7 separate regions of the Mus musculus genome follow, and regions 2, 3, 4, 5, 6 and 7 are each linked to region 1. A link is a contact called in public HiChIP or PLAC-seq and promoter capture Hi-C data. All regions are on one chromosome and are shown on one strand. Each heading gives the region's core, a stretch centred on a gene start, on an enhancer-like site or on the middle of the called end of the contact. The rest is flanking DNA. Distances are from core to core; before and after follow the strand shown. Region 1 holds the start of Dgcr8 (DGCR8, microprocessor complex subunit). Region 2 holds the start of Polr2h (polymerase (RNA) II (DNA directed) polypeptide H). Region 3 holds the start of Fam131a (family with sequence similarity 131, member A). Region 4 holds the start of Psmd2 (proteasome (prosome, macropain) 26S subunit, non-ATPase, 2). Region 5 holds the start of Vwa5b2 (von Willebrand factor A domain containing 5B2). Region 6 holds the start of Abcf3 (ATP-binding cassette, sub-family F (GCN20), member 3). Region 7 holds the start of Dvl3 (dishevelled segment polarity protein 3).

Region 1 (3,619 bases), core at 299-2,798:
TTCTTTTTTTTTTTTTTTTAAAGACAGGGTTTCTCTGGTAGCCCTGGCTGTCCTGGAACTCACTCTGTAGGACCAAGCTGGCTTCAAACTCAGAAATCCGCCTGCTTCTGCCTCCCAAGTGCTGGGATTAAAGGTGTGGGCCACCACTGACCGGCCATTTGCAATTTCTAAGAATTTTGGGGAGAAACTTTTCTATTTTGTTAAAATAGATACAATTGGGGCTGGAGAGATGGCTCAGTGGTTAAGAGCACCTACTACTCTTCCAGAGGTTCTGAGTTCAATTCCCAGCAACCACATGGTGGCTCACAACTATCTGTAATGGGATCTGATGCCCTCTTCAGTTGTGTCTGAAGAGAGCAATGGTGTACTAATATAAATAAAATATATCTTAAAAAAAAAAATAGATACAATCTCCCCAACCTTAGGGATATAACTCAGTGCTTTTAGCATTAACACAAGTGTGCTGAGACCGTGAGTTCTTCAACATGTTACCCTTTAGTCGTGTTTTTAGCATCCACTTTTCATGTCCAGCAGCAATTACTGAAGTGTTTGCCTAACGGCAGACAGTTTTCTATAAAATTTTTATTACACTTATTGACTTGAATCAGAACCTAAAGGAAAGCTAAACTATTTGAGGTTCTGGATAGTATAAATATAACTTATCCCCACCTTAGTCCCGGGCTTATAGCAATGAAGTAATGGTTTGTGGGTTCGGGATTTGAAGGGCTCAGGAACAGACCTGGCTAACTTCATTTTGTTTCTGAGTCACTTCTGTCCTAAAGAATTTTCCTAAGTCTCATACTGCTACCACGGGTGTCAGATGAGTCTGGAACTGCTTAAGTTTCTTTATGGTCTTTGGCACTGACACAAGTCTGCAAGGCCTACCTAAGGTCCACCCCAAACTAAAAGGACCCCCAATCGGCTCTGCTTCTCCTTCCTTTTTTGACACGGAGGATGCTGTAAGCACAGCGAACATTTTTAGTCATCAGATCTTTGTCCTTCCTGGTGTGATGATATTGCGAGTAAAACTCCTTTCCTATCCTCCGCATCGCGCATCTTATCCGTTGACTTTCTAGGATGGGTGTACCTCCAACATTGTCCTTGGGACGACCCAGAGCCGGAGGTCCATTGTCATTCGCAAACTCAAAAGTGACTATTGAGCTCAACAGAGGCCAGCTCATAGATGAGCTCCCAGCGTCCCTCGCACTCCCGCGCTCCCCGGCTCCCGGCAGCCTCTACGCGCCTCTCTCCCGGCGCGCCCCGCGGCCGCAACTCAGCCCCACCCGGAGCGACAGCCGTTAGAAGTGCCAGGCTTGCGGCTGGTCCCGCCCATCCCGGTCTCCATAGCGCCTCGCAATTGGGCCGCGCGCGCCTCGCGCTGCCGATTGGCGGCCGCCTCAGCCCGCTCCCGGCTCCCCCAATGCGCGGAGGCCGTGCGCCGTGATTGGTAGCCCTCCGCCAAGGCCCGCCTTCCGCTCGCCCGCGCGGCAGCGGGTCTCAAGAGCCGAGCGCTTTGCAAGGGCCTTCGCGGGTTGTGGCGGCGCCGGGGTCGGTGAGGGTCGACCGGCTGTGGTCGGGCTGCGGGCGGCTCGGGCAGGTCGCGGGCGCCACAGGTAGGTGCGGGGCGCGATGGGCGCCCCGCGGGCGGCGGGCGCTGCGGCCTGGAGAGGCTGCGCCCTTTCCTTCCCTCCTTCCACCCCCACCCCTCCCGGGCGAGGCCACAGGCCGGGGCTCGGGGCGGGGCGCGGCGCGCTAGGCGGGCTGGGCCACGCGGAGTCGCGGCCTTTGTGCAGTGGGGGCCGGGCCCGGAGCCCAGGCATCATGAACGTAGGGTGCTGTCTGCCTGGTAACGAAGCCCCCTGGGCGGTGGGCCCGAAGCCATTGCCTCGCCTTCTGGCGGGAGAGGTGTGGGCAGGGACACCTCAACGCCCCGAACTCCGCCTGTTTTGTTTGGAAAAAGCCAAGAAACCGCCCAAGTCTCCACCAAATTACCCGTGGATGAAGTGTCATGTAGCTTATCAGAATGTGGTTTTACAGTAACAATGAACGTTGTAGAAATAAATGGCAAGTGGCAACCTGTTGACAGCGATACATGTCAAGTAGTATCATCCAGTGGATTTGGGTTGCTGATGGTAGGAATTTGATTTGCCATCTTGCATGCTTGCATGTACCTTATTGCCAGATGCAGAGATGTCCTGTGTTGGGTTGTTGACTCTTGTATGCCAATCACTATTAGGGTGCCCACTCTCTGCTGGCTCAAACTAGACTCCCAGCCTTGGAAGTGGCTCAGTTCCCACTGTAATCCATCACTAACCGAAGATAGTGAAAGGCTGGCCCAGCTAGTGTGGCCTTTCAGTTTAGAATAGGATTTGCGGGGTGACAAAGGAATTGATGAGGTCATACTGCCTTTGGGTTGAGCGGGAGGCTGCAGCTGTAGCACTGGCCATCCGTTCAGCAAGTAGGAGTTGTTCACATGTTTTGGGTAAGCCCTGTGCCAGGGTCCAGGGGAGCCAGCAGTGGGTCTGACTTGCTCACAGTCTAATTGGCAAATCAAAATCTGCATCCATAGGTCCAGTCAGCTGAAGAATAGTGAGGTTTACAGGCAGGAGGGCTACCCTTTGAGCTGTGTTGCCAAACATGTGGAGCAGGCAGTTCACAGTGGCTGTCTGAATTTTACCTTGTGAGAAACATGATTTTGACTGGTTTGCCCAGTTTGGCCTTCTCTTGTCATCATTCCCCTCCCATGTGATCCTATGTACTTTTCACATCAGTTTCCTTTGACATCTTCCATGACTCCCATCTCCAGTACTGTCTGTCCTCCCTTCTGATCTCCAATCTCCTGCTTCTAGTTGTCTATTCCACTTTAACACCAAATAGGTTGATTCACTCCAAGAGATAACCACAGTCCGTGCCAGAACAATCCTTATGCCTGTCTAAAGTCACCTTGGTGCCTCTCATAGGCCTGCATGTATCTCCTAAGAAGCCTTGCCACCTGTTTACAACACCAGACCATTTCCCAGAAACTGTAACCTAAAGTCCCTGTCCAAGCTATCTGGTGAGCTTTTAAACTCTTCTAATTTGATCCCTACTCTTACTCTCTTAGGTTTTCTGGACACAGAGTGATTCATTAAATTGTAAGGTGTTATAAAACTGAGGTAGTGCAGACTTAGGCCTGCTTGTTTGAGTGGCAAAGCAGCTGTACCACTTCCTAGCTTTGTAACCTTGAGCAAATTGTTTAACCTTTCTGTCAGAGTACTGAGTGAATTGCATAAAATCCTTAGAGCAGGACCTGTGTGAGGTTTAGCTGCCATTGTTACCCATGGATCAGTGATACCACTGTTTTGATCCCTTCTGTGCAGTATCCTGCTACTCAAGATAAAAATGTAAAAAACTGAATACTTGTTGCCCAGGTCAGTTTCACTCAGCATACTATCTCTAGCGTGGCCACACCATGGCTCTGCCCCAGGGTCTTTGCTTTTCCTTTAAGTATCTTCTACAGTGACCCTCCTTTTTACTCTTGTTAACCATCTGGCTCCATCTATTTCATCCTTGGGTGGGCACTGGCTGTAGAACCTTGTGTAATCTTTTAGAAGCTGCTTTCTAGATTTTTATCTTGCTT
Region 2 (3,619 bases), core at 466-2,965, 2.4 Mb before region 1:
GCAATCATTTATCTCTAGAAGTAAAGACTTTCCTATATACTTACGTTTTTCTTTCTTTATAATATATACATAATATAGAACATATGTTATATAACATTATATGTAATATATAATATGTACTATATATTATATGTAATGTACAACATTATATATAATATATAAATAAATTATATATTATATTACTTCATTACATTCTCATCATAGTTACTTATATATAGTATTAACATATGTTATTATATACTATAACATACATGTTATATATTATATCTAATATATAACATTATATAACTTATGTTATACATTGTCATGTAATGTGCATAGTATATAATACATATTGTATCCAAGAAATCAAATTTTCTATAACATATAGTTATACATATGTATATCCATAATCTACATATTATACTTTCTCTGCACTATATTCTTATCTTAGTCACTTGTTTACTGCTACCTCACCTGGAAGGCCTGTCATCTGTGGGGTTGTATTCACCATCATCCAAGGTACCATCTTCATACAAAGTACTAGCTATAACCAACCGGAACTTGTCACCTGAATAGAGCAGCAACATCAGGGTAAAGAAGTAGACACCTAAGACCAAAATCCTCTTGCCATTGCCCGTATTCAATACTTACCTAAGTCCACAGGGTAAATCTGAATGTTTACATCTAAGATGAGGTCCATCTTGAAAGATTCACTCTCACAGTGCAGCCGGGATACTGGGGAAGAGTGCATGACAGACATGATTACAAAGTCTATCGATGCCAGCTTGGGGTCAAATGCAAGAGATCAAATCATCTAACATGCACACACCCACCAGCCTCCCACAACTGCAATCAGAATCAGATTCACAAGAGGGAAGAAGGCAGTAACCTCAGCAAGTGACAGGGTCCCAAGCAAGCGGCAAAGCTCCTCCAGCAGTGGCCAGTCTCCAGGCTCTAACTAAAAACGCCTGGATGATTTAGACTAGAGTCTCACTGGTCCTGAGACTTCCTCTTTCTAGCAGGAGACACTGCTGAGGGAATCTGAGGGATGTATTCAAAACTGACATCTGTCTTAAGACATTTGCCTCCAGGCTAAGCGACACCAAGAAGAAACAACTTCCGGATCGTTGGGAAAATAAATACACCAAGCGGTCAACTGAATGAAATTCAGAGAGCTTCGGAAAGAGCTAACTTGTTCTTAGGCTAATACAAAATTATTGGTTAGGAAGGCAGGTAGGTAACTCGCTGCAAGACCTGGGGTAACAAAAGAGATAAGGCACCATCTACTTTTTCCAAGAATAAAGTTCAGAGCACGGTAGAGCACATAATAACTGTGTAGGGAGTTAGAAAGGTTCCCAGGGGTATGCCAGCACCCAGCTAAGGGCCACCCACCGGGCACCAGGCACCGCAAATATAATAGAAAAAGCTGTCTCAAGTTTCTCATTCACGAAAAAAAAAAAAAAACTGTTTCCTGAGGGAGGTACCGAGAGGGTGGGGCGGGCCAGCCACTTGGGGTGGGTGGGCATGTTGGCCACTTCCCTCCTACCGCCCCGACACCGCTTACCTCGGTCAAATTTCTTGCCTTCTGGGTCGATGTCTTTCACATCGAAAATATCCTCGAACAGGATGCCCGCCATCGCGAAGGGCACGAAAGCTGCAGAGGATGTGAGCGCGCGGCCACCACTGGGGATTCGCGCACCCCCTCACGTGGAGAAAAGTAAGACAGGGCAGAGTACCGCCCCAAAAGCGGCAACGAGGCCGAGGGCGCGTGCGCACGGGCTGCAGTCACGCAGCCACTTCCGCTGCCTCCTTCTCGGGGCTTCTTCACTTCCGCCGGGAAGGGCCACCTCCGAGGTGCTCGGGCCTTGTGGGCGAGTCTCAAAACTCGGTGACTCCGTCCAAGGCGGGGACAGATTAAGTCCCACCTCCGACGGGGTACCGCGCTGCGCCCGGCTCGACGGCGCCCTCTTCAGACTGTGGATCCCAAAGCGTGGAAAGCTTGGGGGCCTAACCCAGCCAGGAACCTTGATCCTTGGCCCAGAGAAGCCCGGCCCTAGCCCTTCCCTGAAGTCCGCGTGCCGGCCGAGGGCACAGTCCGCGCTGCAGGCAGGTGGAGCAGAACCCCGCCCGCAGAGCACCAGCCCTCCAGGACCCGGTGCCCAGCCCCTCAGACTGTCACCAAGATCCCCAAAGCTGGTGCGAGCTGGCTCGGACCAGCTAGACATCACCGGAGCCGGGTGCGTCCGGTTTGGGAATTTGCCATGATGTCACTCTCGGGGAAAGGAAAGCCCGCATTGTGCCCTCCCCTGGGGCTTCACCTCCTCGCCACTCCCGTCTTCCCTTGGCCCTGCTTGGCACTAGCCTCACACTGATCCCCTAGAACACTGCCAACTGAACTTGGTACTGCCTGTCACCCCACTATACCACCCTCTTCTGGACACTGAAGTGCGCCTTTCACTGGGAGGCGACAGCTCGCAATACCTTCTTTCTAGGTGCTACCTCCTCTCATTACAGCCCCTGTGCTGGGCACCCTCTTGTTTCTTGAATGAGTCTTCATCCTGGTACTATTCTTTCTCCACAGATTTCTGGACACTGTCCTCTCCAGTGGCTCCAACCTAACGCTGCCCATCCTCTTTGTGCCCTCGACACCTTCTTCTTGTCCTTCCCAGGACCCCGAAAGACAATGTGGAGCCTCAGTAGGCCGTTTCCTCAGGGCGTCAGCAGCTACTCAAATTCCCCCTTAAGCGGTGCCTGGGAGGAGCGACCTCTGCTCCCCCCCCCCCCCACACACACACACACACCCGCCTCCCAGGAGCGGCCTCCCCCGCACCAATAGCTCCCTTCCCTCGGGCCTCACCCCTTCCCGTCCCCTCCCACCTCCACCTCCGCCCCTCTTTCCAGGCCTAGCCATTCCAGGTGCACCTTCCCGGGGGAACCCGGAGGAAAGGAAGGAGAAAGGGAGGCAAGGAGGGAGCCGGCTCTCGGGCATCCTCCCAGATGCGTCTGAGCCGCCTGAAAGTGTGAAGCAGAGGCTGCCCCTGTCCGGTCTGGCTTAGAGAGCCCGAATTAGCTTTTGTCAGTAGCCCCCTACCCCAGTTCAAGAGTCCCCACATCTCCAGCCCCTCCCGCACAACGCTGCAGCCGCGGGAGAGCCCGTCCCTTCCACGTGCCAGCAGACCCGCCCCCGCCCGGCCCCCGCACCCTCAGGGCGCTGGGTTAATCCCGGGCCTCCGTGGCGAAGGGGTGCGAGATCGTGTTTCAAGCGCCCCCTGCCGCCTCTCCGGACACCAGGAGGCGGCCCCAATGCAGACCCCGGCCGGGCAGGGACGCCCCTGCAGATGGGCCGGGGCGGAGCAGCAAAGCAGGGCACCGCCCTCGGCCCGCCCGCCGAGGAGGAGACGCTAGCGGGAGGCTGAGCCTGCGGCGCGCGCCCGGGGACCCGTCGCACTCTGCACTCGGCCGCCTGGGCTGAGGGGACGGGACGGGTGCGGGCGCGGGCTCAGCGGGCCGGGAGCTGAGTCAAGGCCGAGAAGCAGAGGGAGGCAAGAGGACAGTGCACCGAGATGGCGGCTGCAACGGCTGCGGCGGCCGCGGCGGCGGCGGCGGGGGAAGGGATGGAGCCTCGAGCGCTGCAGTA
Region 3 (3,619 bases), core at 796-3,295, 2.4 Mb before region 1:
TTAAGAGCATTTGCTGCTTTCACATAGGATCCAAGTTTGGTTCCAGCATCCACATCAGGTCGCTGTTGTTAATCTAGCTCCAGGAGGTCAAACACCTCCAGGCTCAATGGGCATACCCACACATATAATTAATTAAAGATATATGTTTTTAATTTTTAAAAGAAAGAACGTCTCTTTTCAGGCTCTTCCTCTGTTATTCAGGCACTTAAGGACTTTGCCACAAGGAAGCTTCTGCCTTTTCCTGGCCTTTCTCGAAGTCCAGCACTCATTTCTGCCAATACCACCAAATTCTTTCACCATCCTGCCTGCCTCAAGGGAAAGGAACCAGCTTTTTAGACCAAGAAGGCCATCAAAAGGTTCAAAAAGAATCTTACACAACGCTCCCTGTAACTCAAGGCCACAAGTGTCTCTTAGTAATAATGCTTCAACCCATATTTTTATTTTTTTTCACACCCTCAATTCTCACGCACGGCCCCTCCCATGTTCTGTACTGACTGCCTTGTACTCCGGAGGAAGCAGGAGATGGCAGGGTCAGAGTTAAATCCATATGGACTCCTAACTCCATCCTGTACCTGACTTAACGGTCCCTTGATAAGCCCCAGCAAATGTTTTCCTATGCTGAATATAACTGAAGCACACACCCCCTTCCCAGCATTACCTAATTCTCCTCCATTATGGTTGGTTCCAATTGGCACAAGCGGCCTCCACCTGCCCCTTGACCTCAGGCCCATCCTCCGTCCCTCTCCTTCAGTACCTGACTGACAGGGCCTCCAGATTGGCGCCGATAGCCTCTGGCCAGGCCTGTGGGAAGGGGAACCTGGCGGGTGTTTCCTGGCCGGCTCTCCCTCCCTCCCCTCTCTTCCCCCAGCCGGGGCCATCCATGCCCAGCGACGCTCCGCGCAGCTGCGGCCCTGGCCCAAAGAAAAAGGTGTATATCTCCCTGGCAACCCATCACCATGCAACAGGGTCTCCCGGGATACGGCCTGGGATGCGCTGACGTCAGCACCGAAGGCGCTAGCAAGCCAGCCCGCTGGCACCACGCCGAGCAGAGCAGACCGGCGCGGGGGCGGCCTGCCGGATAGCGCCTCCGCTAGCAGGAAAAAAGAGCCCGAAGCAGGATGGTGAGGCAGGAACGGGGAGGGGTCACACGAACCCTCAATGTGAACGCCACCCCCACCCCCACCCCCCGCCGCCAAACATGCACAGAAAAGGCGCAGCACCTCTGGCAAGTCCTGGCTGTCCACGGAAGAAGGACGGGGGGACCGACTCCAGCCTCGGAGAGTTCGAGCAGATCCCAGGGAGGACAGAGAGAGACCTCGAGGGAGTTCGATCCACTCCACAGCCCAGGCAGGGTCCGAAGCCACTGAGGAGTCGGGAGGGAACGGTGTTCATCTGCATTCCCACTTCTACCAAGACTGCCATTTTCACCGTGCTGCCGTGTCATTTTTTATTACCCCTCCCCCATCTCGCAGACAATCTGAGTTCACGCACATAACTCTCCTGAAACCCCCTATCCCACAACTGACTGTGGCATCCCTAAGGACACCTTCCTCTACAACTATTTTGCCATCAGAACTTACGTTACTCATACCCAAATATGAGTAACCCCTGACCTCTCCGCCCGCATCTCAACCCTTGAAAAGTGCATGAAATTTGCCCACCAGCACTGGCCCCCTCTCACTCTCCTTCTCCCCAGGATTCTTTCCTCTCACCAATCTCAACTGGGCTATCACTCCCAACAAACCCATGATTTTTCTAAGTTTCACCCTTGTAAGTCATTACCTAATGGCCCCAACCCGAGTCTCTCCCTTTCAGTCTGCTTCCCAATATCTAAACCAGAGAGAGTTTCCTCTCCACACCTGGTGTTCCTTTTTGCTCAGTTTCCCATCGCTTCCCAGATCACATCCATGATCTCTGCTCTCACCTCTGCGACTTGTCTGACAAGTCCATCGTCCTCCAGGCCCTTCGCGCTGCCACAGAAACATTTTGCCCAGCACAGAAATCATAGGCATGCTGGCTGTGTTGATGCAGAGAGCCCAAAGCCTGAACTGCTTCAGGCCCAGCTCCCAGTTCTATTCTTGTTTTGGCTCCGGATGCTGAGCCAGTCCCCTCCCCACTTGGAACTTATGCCTAGTCACATAAGGAGAACACTCCTGTCTCATAGCTTTGAGGAAGTGGGAGTGCCAGGGACCTCGCCAAGTTCTCTGGCTTGTGGGGCTGAGGCTCATCTTAGCTTACACAGTGCCAACTGGCCACGTACATCACAACTAACCTTTTAGCTGGAGCAGACGTCTCTGTCCCTGGGCCTCAGCCAGTTGGTGGTCCCCAGAAATGCTACCAACCAGAAAGAAAACAGGTTACTGGCTATGCCAGACGCCTACCTGGTACTCAAGGCCAGTCCTGAGGTCAGTCACACTCTTCCCTGACTACAGGAGAGGATGACTTCCTGAACTCCGTGCAGACCAGGAGTCAGAGCGCCCTGCCACTTCTTCTTTTTTTTTTTTTTTCGAGACAGGGTTTCTCTGTGTAGCCCTGGCTGTCCTGGAACTCACTTTGTAGACCAGGCTGGCCTCAGAAATCCACCTGCCTCTGCCTCCAGAGTGCTGGGACTAAAGGCGTGCGCCACCACGCCCGGCTGCCTTGCCACTTCTTAAATTCATAACCCACGAGGTTATTTCTGGGACTACAAATCCCAGAATTTAAGGGAAGTCCACATTTCAGCCAGAGTTTACTTGTAAAAGACCTCAAACATCAACCATACTAATGCTTTGTGTGATTGACCACCTGCTTGGAGATCCCAGGACCCATTCCGAACTAATTCCTTGACACAGGAGGTAGGCTGGCTGACCTAGAGCTAAAGTGCTTCTCTCCTCACCCCACCGCCCCCGACCACATACATGTTTTCATGGAAAAGAAGGCCTGAGCAGGGCTCAGCGGCTATAGGAAGACCTGGACTTTTTCTGCTCGGAATAAGTGTGATTTGTTTTGTTTGTTTGTTTTGTTTTGTTTGGGGGGGGGGTAATAGGAATAAAATTATCTGTGAGCGTGAGAGGTTATCAATTTGCTCACAGATGCTCCACCTGGGGCTTCCGACCCTTTAATCAACCAGCTGGGAGACGCTCTGAGCAAGTGTTAGGCAAAAACTAGCGTTCGGTGGGGTACTTGGCCAGCATTTGCAAACTGACTCCTGAGGATGAGAGCACCCAGGTAGGAGAGGCAGGTTCACAGCAAAGAGCCACTCCTAAGACACTGAGATCAGAGAGGTAGGTGTAGGCAATGAAGTATGTATATACAAAAGGCTAGTTGCCTGGAGCCCGGGAAGGTGGGGGCCGCAGGTTGGCCTGCGGCTCCCAGGCTGTGCCCCCGCAGCCACTCTCAGCAGCAGGAATACAGGCAAAAGGCAGAAGGTGAGTACACCACGGAAAATCCCAGTAGCAGGCAGGCCACAGGAACAAGTCAGAGTCGGCTAGCCCCCTCGCCGTACGCTCCTCTGGCCCAACCCGCCTTCCTGACGCAGGCTCCTCCCTCTCCTTATACCAGCCCCCTCCTCACCGCCCCTACCACCCACGGCCCCACCTGGCAGCTATGTAGCCCGACTCCCTATCCATGCTCCGGCCTC
Region 4 (3,619 bases), core at 503-3,002, 2.4 Mb before region 1:
ATAAAAGGGATGAATGTACATGGGACAGAAGAGAGAGAAGGGACATTAAATATAAGCCTTAGAAAGCCAGGCATACTGGCTTATGCCTCTAACCCCAGCACTCCAGATAGAGGCAGGAGGAGGAGGAAGGTCATAAAATAAAGTTCCGTCTAGGCCACACAGCCGAGTTTGAGGTCAGCTAGAGGGGCTGGAGAAAAGGATCAACACTTAGGAGGACTTCCTGCACGCTCATGAAGATCAGAGTTCAAATCCCAGCACCTATTAAGACATCCCAAAAACCTCCAAAAACCAAAATCAAAAAGACATCCCAAAACCAACTATAAAGACCGAGGGTCTTTAGGCATGCATAGGCGTGACACTTATGCATATGCACATGCATACAAGCACATGCATTCAGGCACACACATATATGCACACACTATAAAAATTTTAAATTAAGTCAGAAACACATCGTGCTAAGAAAATCTTAAGATATAATGAAGCAGAAACTTCTAAGGAGCTGAGAAGCATTCTCAGGCTTTCCACTGGAGAATCAGTCTCACTGTGATGAACTTTCCAGCTAGATGGGGTCCACTAGGCTTTCAGTGACTTAGCATTAAAAAAGGAATTATTCAACTGGACAGGTCCCAGCCATATTCTGAATTACCTTATTCTCCCCAGGGGCCATGTTCTCATAGATTTCCTTCAATTTGCCATAGTGTGGACGCAGAAATTTGAGAGGCTTGGGTACTGAAGTCATGGAAGTTGTAGAAGAACGAATTTGTCTTCTCAGTTCCTCCAGAGCTGGTCGATATAGAGATGTATCTTTCTCCTAATAGGGGATGTTAATGCTCAGACCAAAAGGAGTCACATTTCTCCACATCACGACCCATACATACTTAACCAATGCTTTGGTCAAAGACATAACTGGCTCCTATTTCATGATGCCTCAACCCCTGTAAATGACCTGAGACCCATGACCCCATTTAAATACCCTTTGTAACTCTTCCCTCAAATTATCGTAATATCTAATATGTGGTATCTAATTGTTGCCTCAAAATGAAATAGAGTAAACAAATGAGAAACATCAACTATACTCCCCCTGTAGTAACATCTTGACTCACCCCGAGTCGCTCCACGAGCATCTCCAGTTCATCTTGAAGCTGTTTGTCCTCCTCAGACTGGAGGGTTAGGGGAAGAAGCTCATCAAAAGTGGGGACCCGAATCACATTCTCCTCCCACTTACCCCGGGACAGGTGAAGAGTGTGAATGTCTATGGACAAGAAGAGGGCGTGGGATAGGGAAGCAGCCCTATAGGAAAGGCTGTCTACCTTAGGAACCAGGCAGACTCTGCTTGGAAGCCATTCTAGGAAATAACCAAAGAACCGCGATGTGATGGTGAGGGCCTCAGGGAGTGACAGTGCGTAATGGGGCGGGCAGGGTATAAAGAAAGGGTCGCCCCATCCTGAGTCTCCCCGGTGCGGTGGGCAGTACGGAGTCGGGCCCGAGGCCTTCGAGCCAGCAGTGACTCAGCCCAAGGCCTCCTCCTCGGGCTCCCCAGGCTGCGCCTCACCAGCTCCTGCTCTTTGTCTTTTTCCCCGGCATCCCTTCGCTCCTTGCCACTCGACTTCTCGTCCGCGCCGCTGGGGGTTGTCGCGGAGGGCTGTTGGGACTGCACGGGTGTCTTGTCTCGTCCACCCTCCTCCATCTCCGCCACTACTGCCGGCCTGCTGCGCGCGCACCTGCTCGCACCGCCCCTTTTCCCAGAAGGCCACGCGCGTTGTCCTCCAGACCGGAAGCGCCCTGCGGATCCCGAGTCCCGCCCTCTGGAGCAGGACGGGAATTACTGTTCCGGCTTCCAGCCCGAACGGCTACTGTTGAGTTAGGGTGTCTCTGTGCGTGCAAGGGTGGTCTGACTGCAGAGATGCCTAGCTCTCCGATCCTGTAGCTTCACCACAACTGGATGCATGGTACGATGAGAAGGTCATCCTGAAGACAGGACGTCCATACATGTTCATGCTTGCTTTAGTCCTCTGTAGGAGATTTCTATGAGCTCAAAACTCTTCAAGTCTTGACCGAGTCTGTGTGACTTCGGTGTAATTATGCCACTACTACTGTGGAATAGTAACCGCAAACCATTTCCCCCAAAGTGAAGATGAAATTTACTTATTTATTATCCCAGGTTAGCCTCGAACTTACTTTCTAGCAGAGAATAACTTCATTACAGACATGAGCTGCTGATGCGTGTAGATCTTGGATTCTAGGCATAACCATCCATTTCCACTGCCAATGACTTCTTCAGCCTTTGGAGAGAGATTGAACAGCCCATTGCTGCTCTGCCTGTTCTATAGCCGTATAGTCCTCTGTAGGAAATGTCTACCGGTTTCTGTTTCTATGACTTCTATCACAGATAAGAATACATACATACGTACATACATGCATACATATATCAGGCACATACCATATGTATGGTATATAAATATTTAGTATGTATATTTCATGTATACATATGTGTGTATATGTATATATGTGTGTATATGTATATATATATATATATATAATCAACAGTCACATACCAATTAGTATGTTGGAGATGAATTGGAAATTGTGCCCTAAAAGGTTTATCAAGAAGCTGATGAGTCCAGATGAAGAGGATATGAAAAGCTGTTGGGATATATTTCAAGTTATTTTGTAGGAATACATTGTTTTGAAATAAAAACTTGGAAAAATGTGGGAAACTCAAACTTTCAAAACATGATATTAGAAACAAATCCTGCCATGCACCAGCAGTGTGGTTTTGGTAAGCTACCTAAATTAAGTCTGTTTTCTGCCTATGTGAAGTACAAAAAGTTTCTCTTGTAAGAACACTTAAAGAATGAAATGAGCTGGGCAGTGGTGGCGCACACCTATAATCCCAGCACTTGGGAGGCAGAGGCAGGCAGATTTCTGAGTCCAGCCTGGTCTACAGAGTGAGTTCCAGGACACAGAAAAACCCTGTCTCAAAAAAAAACAAAAAAAAAAAAAAAAGAAAAGAAAGAAAGACAGACAGAAAGAAAGAAATGAGCCAGGCATCGTGGCCCATACTTTCAATCCCAATATTTGGGATTAAATAAGGAGGCAAAGGCAGGTGGATCTCTGTGTGTTCAAGGCTAGCCTGGTCTACAGAGTGAGTTCTAAGCAAGCCAGGAACTACACAATGAGACCCTGTTGAAAGTTTTAATAGTGTCTAACTTTTTACACCACTTGGGGTGATAATGCTCCCCTCAAGAGCCAACGACTAACACAATCTCAGGGCCAGGCATAGAAAACCTTCCTCAGAGTTGTTGGTCAGGAGGGTCCGAGAGACTCCTAAAACAATATAAGCTATTGCTGTTGTCCTTGGTTGCCTACCAGAACTTGAAGGTAAGGCTTTGTTGCTAAGGAATTGAGTGGAACTGACCTGGAGGCCTCTTCCCTGAGGTCTGGCTCTCACAATGTCTTAAGGCGCTCTGTAAGCTGCCAAAGAGAAGAGCAATCAATAGTCCTAGCCAGCTGTAAATCGTATAAATCAGAATGACCAGCTCAGTGTAACACTCCCAAAGCTGCAACAACGTCACTTTATTTTGAGGGTAACCAACAACCACCTAATTGGACTTGAGTC
Region 5 (3,619 bases), core at 384-2,883, 2.3 Mb before region 1:
ATTGTGTCTGCCTGGCTGCGAAGGACAGACTCAGCCTGGGCCACATTCTTTCAGTACCAGGTTCAGGTTAGATGCCCAGTCCATGACTGCTGGATAAAGGGGTAACCAATGGATGGAAAATAAAATCAGCGTCTGGAAGAAGAAAGGAGGCTGGCGATGTTAGCGGAGGCACGAGGGTGCAAGAACCTGAGCTGGCATTCGAGGGCGCGGGCTCGGGCTCGGGCTCGGAGCTTACCCTGTGCGCAGCGGCGGGGTGTAGAGGTCCCTAGTCCCGGGCCCAGAGCGCGACAGCAGGCGGCCTGTGATCGGCGCCGGCTATGCAACTGGAAGGAGACGCGCCGTCCGGCCGCCTCGGCCTCGAAGCCAGATACCACCTCCGCCTCAGCCAGAGGGTACACGAACACGCCTGCGAGCAGGAACAGGCAGACCTGCTCTCGAACCCCACCTGGCATTTGCTACCTCCCCGCGCCCGCACCAGGTCTCACCTTCCACCGGCTGGGGCTGTGGGTTGTGGTAGGTAAGCCGGGCACGCAGGCTGAGGCAGGGTCCCTTGGCATAGGCCCGGACGCAGGAGTCGGTGAGCGGCAGCGGCGTCCAGCTGGTGGGGCAGTACAGGCCAGGCATGGTGCCCACCCTGCGTGAACAGGGGCTGGATGAGGGGCACCTCGCTCCAGCGTCATGAAAACTAGCTATGCCACCTGACCCTATCGGGTACCTGGGGACCTGGGGATGAAAGCTTGCAGAGGGAGCAAGGCTGAGTCGGGAGACCCCCCCACCCCCACCCCCACCCCCAAGCCGCAGCGTCCAAGCAGACAGGTGGCGGGGCAGATAACAAGAGGGGTGTGTGTGTGTGCAAGGATGGAAAGATGGGCATCCTCGCCCGTTACCTGGGTAGCAGGAGCAGGGAACAGCTCTCCGCAATGGGGGAATGGAGGGTTAATGGTTAACCCTCCAGTCCAGGCGTCCTCCAGTCCCGCTGCGGGTTGCGAGCCGGGGGCTTGGGGGGTGGTGCCCACAGCTGTTCCTGCACCTTCTCGGGGCCTCACCACCGCCCCCGTACCTGCCCCCTGCCTCCTGGCTCTCCACGGTTGCCAGCTGTCGGAAGTGGTGCTTCTGGAGAGATGGAAGATACTCTGGGTGGAAAGCAAAGGTTTAAAGGGCCAGCATTGCCCTAGGCGCCCCTAGCTCACAAGGGTCCCCAGGGACAGGGTGAGGTCGGGAGCTGAAAAGGCTGCAGTCTTTATCTCTCCTTGCCTTTCGTGACTGGAGTACTGAGAGAGGCTGTAGACCGTCTTGAAAGGTTGCAGTAGGAAGAACTAGAAAGGGACGGGAAAATGCGTCTCGGGAAGTCAGATGTGCAGAGGTGTCGCGGCAGCGGGAGTCCATGTCATCTGATCTAGAGCGGCTCTCCCCGCCCAGGCTGGCCTGAGACTAGGTAGCCACAGGGGATGCTACAGGGTGGGTCTTGGGATCGCCCCCTCCCTTTGGGCAGCCCAAGCCTCACCGTCACTTCTTGGTGGAGTTGTGGGGCGTCGCGACCAGACAAGAGTGGGTGATGCTTCCTCTGATGTCCAGACTGCCCCTTGTTCCTGCACCTGCGCGATCCACCTCGGAACTACCACTGAGATCCTGTGAGTCGGGAGAGGGGCGCCAGCCGGGCTGCTGGCTGGTAGTCCCGCCCGGGTTCCAAGAGGCCGCCCCTCCAGCCCGCCTCTGCCCCGCCCGCCACTGCGGAGGGGGCTGCGGCTCAGTTCCTTCGGGCACCGCACCGCCTCCGCGCGTCAGCTCAGGCCGGCAGAGCCAGGCAAGAGACCGCAGTGCAGAGAGCCAGTACCCCAGCCACTGCACGACCCCCACCAACGGCACAGTGAAGCTGAGCGCCCCCTCTCCATCCTTCTGGAGGTAAGGAGTTTCGTGAGCAAAACAGGGCGGCCGAGTCTGCAAACACATCCCCCCCTCTTCCCAACACTGCAGTGGCCCACCCACCACCACCCCGCCCTGGGTGGACTCCCGCTCACTGCAGTGACCCTCCCTCATCACCGCATCGGAAACCATTTAGGCCTCGCCCCCCACAAGAAGCAAATAGGTTATTGCAGAAACCTCCCCTTTCGCGGCATGTGCCTTCGTTTGTGTGCTCACCAAAGCGGTTGCCCTCAATCCAGTCTCCCCATCACTGCAGCGGCGTTCCCACCCGGAAGCACCCTGGGCTCCTTCACTGCAGTGTTGTTATACCCTTCCTTTTCTGGGAGTGGGGAGGATGCGCAGGACGGCTTCCTTGCACGAGGGCCTCCAGAGTAAAGCCTTCTAGCTTTCCCAAGGGTGCGGGGCTGCTCCTGTCACAGCAGTGGTCCCCGCCTCCCATTCGTCAGCCTAGCACCTAAGGTGGGGGCATTCTTGCTCAGAAAAACAGGCTCCTTGAAATTGGCAGGATTTTCGCGTGTTTCTCACTGCAAAACATTAGGAAGATCTGTAAAATCTCCTCTAGGATCTTGAGGGAAGAGTCTGGGAACCCCGGGAAGTGAGCGAAGGTAAGTATATTTGGGGTCACCCTTACAAGCACTCCTAAAGATGCCCTATTCCAATTCTGCAAAAAGAAGTTAAGGAGTGCTGTAGGTGGGAGCAGTCAGAACTGTGAGATTGAGGTAAGAGAGTTTTTGTTTGTTTTACATATAGACACCCAATAACTCACACCATTTGTTAAAATTACTATTTGGAGCCATGCAGTGGTGGTGCAGGAGAACTACACAGAGTTGGAAAAAAGCAAAACAAACAAATACAAACACACACACACACACACACACACACATACACACACACAATTAGGGATGGCTCAGTGGGTAAGGGTAAAAAGCACTTTGCTGACAAACCTGATAACCAGAGTTTAATTCCTGGGATCCACGTGGTGGAAAGAGAGTATTGACTCTCACAGGTACACGTGTGCTTTGCCTACATGAATGCACATAAATGACATGCACACCTGCTGAAAGACACCAGAAGAGGACAGCAGATGCCTTGGAACTGGAATTTGGGTGGTTGTAAGTTACAATGGAGGTGCTGGGAACCCTGGTTCTTTGCAAGAACAAGTGACTTTAATCTCTTAGCCATCTGCCATCTCTCCAATGCCAAACAGATGTTGTTTTTGTTTTTTGTTTTTTGTTTTTTGTTTTTTGTTTTTTTTTTTTGAGACAGGGTTTCTCTGTGTAGCCCTGGCTGAACTGGATCTCACTCTATAGACCAGGCTGGCCTCAAACTCAGAAATCTGCCTGCCTCTGCCTCCCAAGTGCTGGGATTAAAGGCGTGCACCACCACTGCCTGGCTTTAAATTAATTTTAAAGTGTTTTAAATACTATTTGGGGGAGGCAAAGAGAAGGATCATGATTTTGAAATCAATCTGGACTGTTATCTTTTTGTTTTGTTTGTTGTTTTTGTTTGTTTTGTTTTGTTTCATTTGGCTTTTTTCCCCAAGTCAGGGTTTCTCTGTGTAGCCTTGGATGCTCTGGAATTCACTTTGTAGACCAGGCTGTCCTCGAATTCACAGAGATCTGCCTGCCTCTGCCTAAGACCTTACCTTACAAATAAAATAAAATAAAATAAAATAAAATAAAATAAAACCCTAACT
Region 6 (3,619 bases), core at 288-2,787, 2.3 Mb before region 1:
CCCTGCTTCCTGCTTAGAGCCCTTCTTCCCAAACTCACAGAGGGTTGCTGGTCTTCAGTGTTTCCTTCTCTGAACGCTTCTCCTGCTTTGCCTTCAGTCGAGCTTCAGCCTTCTCTAGTTTCTTCGCATTTACTGTCTGAGTGAATTCCAAACACAACCAGTTCATACTAGGGTACAGGTTCAAAAAGGAACTCCAGAGATTACTGCAAACAAACCCTTAAACTTACCCATGACGCTACATAAGCAAACACGCAGGGAAAGACACACCAGAAATCTCGCCCAAAGATACACCCACTATTCAGTAGACGGTCAACTCTCACACCCACCACAGCCCCTTCCCACTTCTCACCGAGGACTGTTCCCTCTTTAGCAGTCCTGGAAGTTTGGTGTCACAGTCTGTAAGTGATAAGAAAAGCAGTCACCTTCTCCATGAGAGAAGGGAAATGAAGACTTTGAATGACTAACAAGAACCAAGGATAGTTTTAAAGATAGCATTATAACACTGAAATGGACAGTTATTAGCCTTGAAGTAAAGGGCAAAACGATCTCACACTTAAGAAGAGCCCAATGTACTCTTTTAAGACCACGCTGTTGGTTAAGGTACGAAACTGGCAAAACCAGCTTCAAGGTCTGTATGCCTCCTACTACAGACAATAGCTTGGAGAGCCCTCCAGGCCCCGTTCTCCATCACAAGCTTTTATGGTCACAAAAATACCGCTAGCTCCTACAAGCCTTGTTGTTGAGATGGAGAGACCTGAGCTGCAGCGAGGTGGTGGCTGGGGGTGGAGGCAGAAGGCAGCTAGTTCAATCTCCCCTCACTCTCACCATAGTTTTCCATTATCTTCGACAACTGGATGGGGGCGTCCAGTAGCACCTGGCTGTTTCCCTGGTTCTGCGGTTCAGCCCTATGTAGGTAGAGAGAAAGCACTCACTTGGGAGAAAAGATTTACAGCCTTCAGACCTTCCCCCTCGTTTGTTCTCCATTCTCCTCTCTTTGCCCATCAACTTCATTCCCTTGGCACCTACAGGCGTAGAGTGTTGTACATGCGCTGACAGACAGCCCTAATGCCAGCGTCATCCTTGCTGTCCCCGGACACTTCTTGCAATAGTTCCCCGACAGCTTCCACCAGGTCATCCACAGACTCGAAATCCGCGCTGCCACTGTGCAAGACACCTGAGCCGGGTACCGCAGAACAAGACAGACAACGGGTAGGGCGGATATAGGAGCAGTTTCAGTGTCTGTACAGCTCACTCGGGGCACCAGACCCCACTGGCCCTCAAGATAAGAGGTCACGCAGAGAGACCAGATAGCGGTCTGCTGCACTGTCCGCCCTCAGTCTTTCCCCACAACCTCCACTTCGGCCTCCCCAGGCAGTTAATTCAGTTTCGCTCACCGGTCACGTAGTCGAAGACCTGCCCGTCAATTTCAGGGAACTCGCTTCGCAGGATATCAGCGCAAGTCGCCATGTTCACTCGGGATCCAATCTGCGCAGTCGTGGTGAGACTTGGGCCTAGGACCGCCTCCCTGCCCTTCCTCCCCACCCCGAAATCGCACCCCTCATCCCAAGGAGCATGCGCAGGGTTGACGTAAGAAAGCAGAGTCTGCGTGAGTCCAGGGGGCGGGTCTAGTAGAACGGGACGCAAGCGCCGCGGAGTCCAGCAGGCGTGGCAGCTTCCGCGCCTGCGCGGTTCCAGTTTCCCGTCTACGTCTACCACCTGTGCGGGTTTTCGCTGCCTTCTGGAAAGTGGAGGTTGTATCGAGGGGCGTGGCAGGATCGCCCGAGGCTTATCGTAGTGGGGAGCACGGGAGGTGTTGCGAGGGGAGAAATGCCTAGACACGGGCTAACGTGGGAGGGGGTCGCTTTACAGCTTGGATACCTTCCCCGCAGGCGCATGCTGCTGCTCGCCCACCTTTGGCGTTTTGCTGACTCACGCCAACTCTCGGTCCAGAGTGGATCAGTTTCAATTAGTCCTGCTAGTTGAATCAGCTGGGTGAGGAGCACACTTCTGCTTGCCTCTTTGCTCTGTCCTCAGTTCCTTCACACTTCATAGGTGTTCAACTGGGTCATTGAGAATGAAGTTCTGCCACCCCAAGGCACATCACCCACTGCCAGAAAACCTGAACAAGCCCTTTTATAAGTTCATTGTTTATCCTGGGTCTACAGACAAAGCAGATCTCAAGTGTCTGTAAAAGATACACCTCACACACACACTCAATTTGCAAAATTAGACAACTTTATTCCAATGCGCTCAAATTACACCCGTTTATATTTCCGAGACAATCTCTCTAGAGAGCCTAAGCTAACTTAAGAACTGAACCTCCTGCCTGTCGCCAAAGTGCTGGAATTAAAGGCATGTGACAACACTCGACTGCCCATTCATCCAGCTTAAGCATTATTGCAATGGGGAGCTGCCAGTCTTGGTGTTAAAGTTTAAAAAAGCTATCAGCATGCCTGAGGTTATAGATTAGTTGGTAAAATGCTTGTCTACCCTGAGGCTTTGTGTTTGATCCCCGGTACCTCATAAAACTGGGTGCGGTGCATGCCAATAACTCCAACATTCAGGAGGCAGGGATAGAATGATCAAGAATTCAAGGTTGCTGGACTTAGATGGAACCAGCCTTTAATCCCGGCACTCAGGAGGCAGAAAAAGGCAGATCTCTGAGTTCAAGGCCACCCTGATCTACAGAATTCCAGGACAACTAGGGTTAAAGAGAAAAACCTAAGGAGAAAAAAAAAAAAAAATCAAGGTCACCCCACTGCTACAAAATGAGTTCCAGGCCATTCTGGGGCCATTTGAAACCTTGTTTCAATTCTCTGGTCTCAGTAAGCTACTGAGTACTCAATTCTCTGGTCTCAGTAAGCTACTGAGTACACCCATATGTGTATAATACATTTAGGAGACTAGGGCAGGCAATTTGGGAGTTCGAGGCCATTCTGGACTGTACTAACTTCCGCATAAACAAAACAGCAATTGAACCTCTAGATCTAATAACCAGTTTACAGTAAATTCAGGCCAGGGGCTGGAGAAAGGACTCTGAGAAGTGCTTGTTCTGTTCTCAGCATTAAGACCTGAGTTTGATCCCTTGTACCCAAGTAAAGTCAGATGTATCTGTAAGTCACTGTGGTCTATTTTCTGTATAAAATGTACTTAGGCGCTTCCAGTTTACTTTAGAGTTGAGACATTAGTAGCTATGCAACTGAGCCAATGTATCAGGAAATCAGAGAGGGTTCTCCAGCCCCAGGAGGATACAGGGTTTGGGGTGGAGACAATGGTAGAAAAACAACGGGAAAGACTGAAACTCTCTGGAATATCAGGGGAAAAAAGGGCAGGATTTTTTTTTTTTTTAAATATAGATCAGAGACTCTAAAAACATTGGTTGTGCCAAATCATAGGGCCAGCCAGGCCTTTCTGCCTGTTTCCCAGGCTGCTTTATGTTAGTTATTCTGTCTCCAGTCCTGAGACGTGAGGCACATCTTTACTCCCACACCCTAAACCCCAGTGCTGGTAGGCAAGGTAAGATCACCAGGACTTAGGAGCTGGTCCGCTGAGCAAAATCATTTTTCCAGGGCCAGTGAGATACTGTCTTGAAACTAGAGGCAGTTGAAGAATACACTCA
Region 7 (3,619 bases), core at 555-3,054, 2.2 Mb before region 1:
AAGAAAGACCCTACTCTTATTCCTCTCATGCCAGGTTGAGACACCTACCTCCTATCCTTAGTTCTTCCAGATATATCATTTTCAGGGTCTTTCAACCAGGTTTGCCTATTCTAGACTAAAGCCAGACAATCATTATCACACAAGAGTCTCATCCCAGGGCAAGAACAGAATCAGTAATAGATCTATTCTCCACTCTCCAACACACACACACACAAACACTTCTAAGAATTCATCGAATGCTGAGTTCCAGGGGTAGAAAATGACAAATAAGTCCGGCAGGAGACAGAAGGTGCTTGCCTCCTGGGGCTGGGAGGGCAGGCCTTGGGAGAGAAGCCAGACTAATGTACACAGGGGGCGGGGGGTTGGGGGTGGTGGTGGGATATCTCCCCTCACCCAGCTCTGGGGCCTCAGCTGCAAGCACAGTGCAGGCCTCAGGCAAGTGCATCAGAGGGACCTTCAGGCCTTGAAGGGCCCAGGGAGGGGTAGGGTGTTTGTGTGTGTGTGTGTTCTCCATAGCCTCTAGGCCGACCGTCCAGTTAATGTAGGCAAGCCTCAGCCCCTTGGAGAGGGGTGTGTGTGTGTGTGTGTGTGTGTGTGTGTGTGTGTGTCTTCCCCCTCCACCCCCCTCTCAGGCCAGCTGCTACAAAACCCTCAGGCTCCAACATTCCAACCTCTCTTAAAGGGGCAGTCCCAGCTTCCAAACTGCCCATCAAAAGCCCTGCAGCAGGGTAGGGAGGGGAAGACAAGAGAGAACATCAATAGGCCCTTCCTAGTCTTCCCATCCAGGCTCTGAAGCCCTATGCAACATCTCTGCTGGGACTACCATCAGGAAAGAAAAGGCCCCAGCACCTGGCTAGTGAGAACTCCTCTGAGTCAGGCAACACCCCATCGGCCCAGGGGAGAGGGGAATCTGCTTGACAAACATCAGGTCCATCATCCAGCCTGGTAGAACAGCCCCCAACGCCTCCTTCTCCAGTTCAAAGTCCCACCAGCTACAGCCCTAGATACAGCACACTCCAAATAAGGCTCTGAGTTGCAGAGCTCAGAAGACCGGGAAGGCAGGCCGGGTGTCAATATACTCCAACTTTATGCTTAAATGGTGGCACCTGGAAGGACTGAGAATTCTGGCTTTGGACTGGAGTGGAAAGGATGTATGTCTCTGGGGGGGGCCGCTGGACCGTGGGGAGGTGAGGGGGCTTGAATGGTAGGAACCGATTGCTTAGGGAGGGACGTCTCGCTGGACCAGGGGGGCAAGGCCTCCAAGAGGTGACTGGGAGTCCCTCAAAGTCAAGTGTGTCCCAAGTCACCGAGTCGCTCCCTTGCTGGAAGCGGGGCTAGAAACCAGTGCAGTCAGGGGAGTCGGAACTGGCTGTGTTGGCCCCTAGCAGCGGAGCGACCCGGGCTCCCGGGAGGCGGGGCGGGGGCCATCCTCACCCAAAATCGTCGTCCATAGACTTGAAGAAGAACTTATAGCTGGGCCGCTGCAGAACGCCCTTAAAGTCCGCCAAGGTGACGCGCTCGGCGGGCAGGGGCAGCTTCACCAGGTACGGCGTCTCCTGGCCGTCCAGGTGGTAGATGATCTTGGTCTCGCCCATGGCTCCGGCCTCGGCCCCGCGGCGCGCGGCCTGCTTGGGCAGCGGGGCCGGGCCTCTCCGGCAGAGCTCGGCGCTCGGCGCGGCCCGCTGCTCAGCCCCACTCAGCCGCCGGCCGGGCCGCCAGCTCCCTTGTTCTCCGGCCGCTCCCGGGTCCCAGCGCCGCCCGCCACCGCTTCCGCTCCCCACTCCCGGCGCTCCGCTGGCGATCGCGACTCTTCCGGTGGCCTGGGCCCTCCCGGCTCTGGGCCGAGCCCAGTGCGGCCCCGCCCCGCCTCCGAGCCGCGCTGGCTGCTTGCGGCCGACTGCCCGCCCACCCACAGGGCGGCGCTGGGTCCCCTGTGCTCCGGGTTCAGGCAGCTGGACCTGGAAGTCTCAGCCCGGTGGGACTGGCGGAACCGTGTGCAGGGTCCCGGGCAGGAGGGGAGGGATGGAAGAGAAGTGTCACCGACTGCAGAAGAGAATGGATTTGAAGACCTAACTGGATCCCTGGATGCCGGGTGGCTTCAACTCGGATTTTTGGATTCTGCTGACAGCACAGTTGCTGCCACCGGACCGTACTGAGTTCCTTGAGGGCTGAGCAAGTTCAAGTTTTTATCCCTATAATCTCAGCGTCTCTATGAACAAGTAGTTTGAGAAATGGACTGAGTGGGTGTGGTAGCGCTTACCTTTAATTCCAGCACTCAGGAGAGAGAGGCAGGTGTCTTTCAGTGAGTTTAAGCCAGCCTGGCCTACAGAGAGCTTCAGGACAGCAGGACTATGGAGGGAACTCCTCTCTTAGAGAGAGGGAGAAATACAGAGAAGAAAAAGAAAGAAAGAAAGAAAGGAAAAGAAGAGGAAAAAAAGGACAAAAGAAAGAGAAAAGAAAAAATTTGAGTTAAGAAAGAATGCAAGCAGCCAGGTGTGGTGGAACATTACTTTAGTCCAAACACTGGATAGGTAGGCAAATCTCTGAGTTGGAGGCCAGCCAGTCTACAGAGCAAGTTCCAGAACAGCCAGGGCTAAACAGAGAAACCCTGTATGATTGGGACAGTAGATGTCAAAACTACCTATAGTCAGTTGGTGGTTCAGCTTCTCAGCTGTAACAATGTATGTCAGGTGTGGCTTTGAAACTCCTGACAATTCTCCTGCCTCAAGCTTCTGAGTTCTCTCTCTGATTACATGCCTGCATTTCAGTCACCTCTTCTGCCCAGAAACCTCTTCACATTACCCAATATGACTTTCATATACCCTCAACATGACACACAAGGCCCTTAATAATCTGACATCTATATACCTCTCTAGACTTTTTCTCATTACATCATAACCAATTTTTTTATTATAAGCAGAAAGCATTCAGTAGCAGTTACATGTTTTCAGTTTATATCCTTCATTTAATCTTTTTCTCCAAATAATGTCTGTGCATAAATAAAATGCATTAAAACTTTTCAAGGTTTGTTTTTACCCCCTGCACAGATTATAGGTATCTGAGATGACCAGGAGAGGGTGTCAGTCTCTTGGAATTAGAGTCACAGGAGCTGGAGAGAGAACTAAGTGGTTAAGACCTCTTCCAGAGGTCCTGAGTTCAATTCCCAGCAACCACATGGTGGCTAACAACCATCTGTAATGGGATCTAATGCCCTCTTCTGGTATGTCTGAAGACAGTGATGTCTGAAGACAGTGACAATATATATCTTAAAAAAAAAAGTTTCGGGAAGCTGTGATCCACCTGCTGAGATGCCAGACACTAAACTCTGTAGGAACAGCAAGCCCTCTTAACTGTTGAGCTGTTTCTCCCGCCCTAATATTAAAAACAGAGTCCAGGATGACCCTGAATTTTCTACTCTCCTGCCTGTACACTCCTGGAGTGGCTGGGGTTACAGGCATGTGATGCCTGGCTTATTTCTTGATTTACACATTCTAGACATTGCCCATTAACTTCCCACTTTTACTTTCTTAAAATATTGAAGCCATGATTGTTAAGTCGAGAGTACTTAACACTGACAGTAAAAGTACTGCTAAGCTTGGTATATTACTTGTTTCTTTTG

What was found. Promoter capture Hi-C pulls out the DNA fragments that hold promoters and counts their contacts. HiChIP or PLAC-seq counts read pairs in DNA pulled down with a chosen protein or histone mark.
Region 2: a promoter capture Hi-C map of pre-B cells shows a contact between it and region 1, with 5 times the contacts expected there. The contact joins the promoter of Polr2h here to the promoter of Dgcr8 in region 1. A contact is called at or near these places in 6 of 39 promoter capture datasets (the C10 cell line, cranial neural crest, hippocampal neurons and 2 more) and 2 of 9 other capture datasets (adipose tissue and liver).
Region 3: a promoter capture Hi-C map of hippocampal neurons shows a contact between it and region 1, with 2.5 times the contacts expected there. The contact joins the promoter of Fam131a here to the promoter of Dgcr8 in region 1. A contact is called at or near these places in 9 of 39 promoter capture datasets (the 3T3-L1 cell line, the C10 cell line, cranial neural crest and 6 more), 7 of 484 Hi-C or Micro-C datasets (LSK cells, embryonic stem cells, gonadal supporting cells and 1 more) and 1 of 115 datasets of contacts at active chromatin or transcription factors (embryonic stem cells).
Region 4: an H3K27ac HiChIP or PLAC-seq map of extraembryonic endoderm stem cells shows a contact between it and region 1, with 27 times the contacts expected there. The contact joins the promoter of Psmd2 here to the promoter of Dgcr8 in region 1. A contact is called at or near these places in 6 of 39 promoter capture datasets (the C10 cell line, cranial neural crest, frontonasal cranial neural crest and 3 more) and 2 of 115 datasets of contacts at active chromatin or transcription factors (extraembryonic endoderm stem cells and large pre-B cells).
Region 5: a promoter capture Hi-C map of the C10 cell line shows a contact between it and region 1, with 3 times the contacts expected there. The contact joins the promoter of Vwa5b2 here to the promoter of Dgcr8 in region 1. A contact is called at or near these places in 5 of 39 promoter capture datasets (the C10 cell line, cranial neural crest, frontonasal cranial neural crest and 2 more).
Region 6: a promoter capture Hi-C map of hippocampal neurons shows a contact between it and region 1, with 3 times the contacts expected there. The contact joins the promoter of Abcf3 here to the promoter of Dgcr8 in region 1. A contact is called at or near these places in 6 of 39 promoter capture datasets (the 3T3-L1 cell line, cranial neural crest, hippocampal neurons and 3 more), 2 of 115 datasets of contacts at active chromatin or transcription factors (astrocytes and embryonic stem cells) and 1 of 9 other capture datasets (adipose tissue).
Region 7: a contact with region 1 is called in a promoter capture Hi-C map of liver, with 4 times the contacts expected there. The contact joins the promoter of Dvl3 here to the promoter of Dgcr8 in region 1. A contact is called at or near these places in 4 of 39 promoter capture datasets (the 3T3-L1 cell line, the C10 cell line, cranial neural crest and 1 more).

The regions. Positions count from the first base shown.
Region 1 is chr16:18,287,097-18,290,715 of GRCm38.p6, reverse strand. It overlaps Dgcr8 (DGCR8, microprocessor complex subunit), which reads left to right and starts at 1,548. Exons shown (of 14, transcript NM_033324.2): 1 at 1,548-1,613.
Region 2 is chr16:20,715,922-20,719,540 of GRCm38.p6, reverse strand. Polr2h (polymerase (RNA) II (DNA directed) polypeptide H) reads right to left here and starts at 1,715. Exons shown (of 5, transcript NM_145632.2): 1 at 1,547-1,715; 2 at 634-717; 3 at 457-550. The coding sequence starts at 1,619. It overlaps Clcn2 (chloride channel, voltage-sensitive 2), which reads left to right and starts at 2,905. Exons shown (of 24, transcript NM_009900.2): 1 at 2,905-3,619. The coding sequence starts at 3,546.
Region 3 is chr16:20,693,483-20,697,101 of GRCm38.p6, reverse strand. Fam131a (family with sequence similarity 131, member A) reads right to left here and starts at 2,045. Exons shown (of 6, transcript NM_133778.2): 1 at 1,925-2,045; 2 at 1,221-1,363. The coding sequence starts at 2,012.
Region 4 is chr16:20,649,785-20,653,403 of GRCm38.p6, reverse strand. Psmd2 (proteasome (prosome, macropain) 26S subunit, non-ATPase, 2) reads right to left here and starts at 1,752. Exons shown (of 21, transcript NM_134101.2): 1 at 1,553-1,752; 2 at 1,104-1,160; 3 at 647-811. The coding sequence starts at 1,687.
Region 5 is chr16:20,588,167-20,591,785 of GRCm38.p6, reverse strand. It overlaps Vwa5b2 (von Willebrand factor A domain containing 5B2), which reads right to left and starts at 1,633. Exons shown (of 20, transcript NM_001384105.1): 1 at 888-1,633; 2 at 486-634; 3 at 236-406. The coding sequence starts at 624. Gm35685 (predicted gene, 35685) reads left to right here and starts at 1,184. Exons shown (of 3, transcript NR_168482.1): 1 at 1,184-1,902; 2 at 2,486-2,528.
Region 6 is chr16:20,546,521-20,550,139 of GRCm38.p6, reverse strand. Abcf3 (ATP-binding cassette, sub-family F (GCN20), member 3) reads right to left here and starts at 1,537. Exons shown (of 21, transcript NM_013852.2): 1 at 1,395-1,537; 2 at 1,027-1,174; 3 at 826-905; 4 at 350-396; 5 at 39-136. The coding sequence starts at 1,467. It also overlaps the pseudogene Gm15760.
Region 7 is chr16:20,515,171-20,518,789 of GRCm38.p6, reverse strand. It overlaps Dvl3 (dishevelled segment polarity protein 3), which reads right to left and starts at 1,804. Exons shown (of 15, transcript NM_007889.3): 1 at 1,435-1,804. The coding sequence starts at 1,595. Gm16618 (predicted gene, 16618) reads left to right here and starts at 1,010. Exons shown (of 3, transcript NR_167658.1): 1 at 1,010-1,151.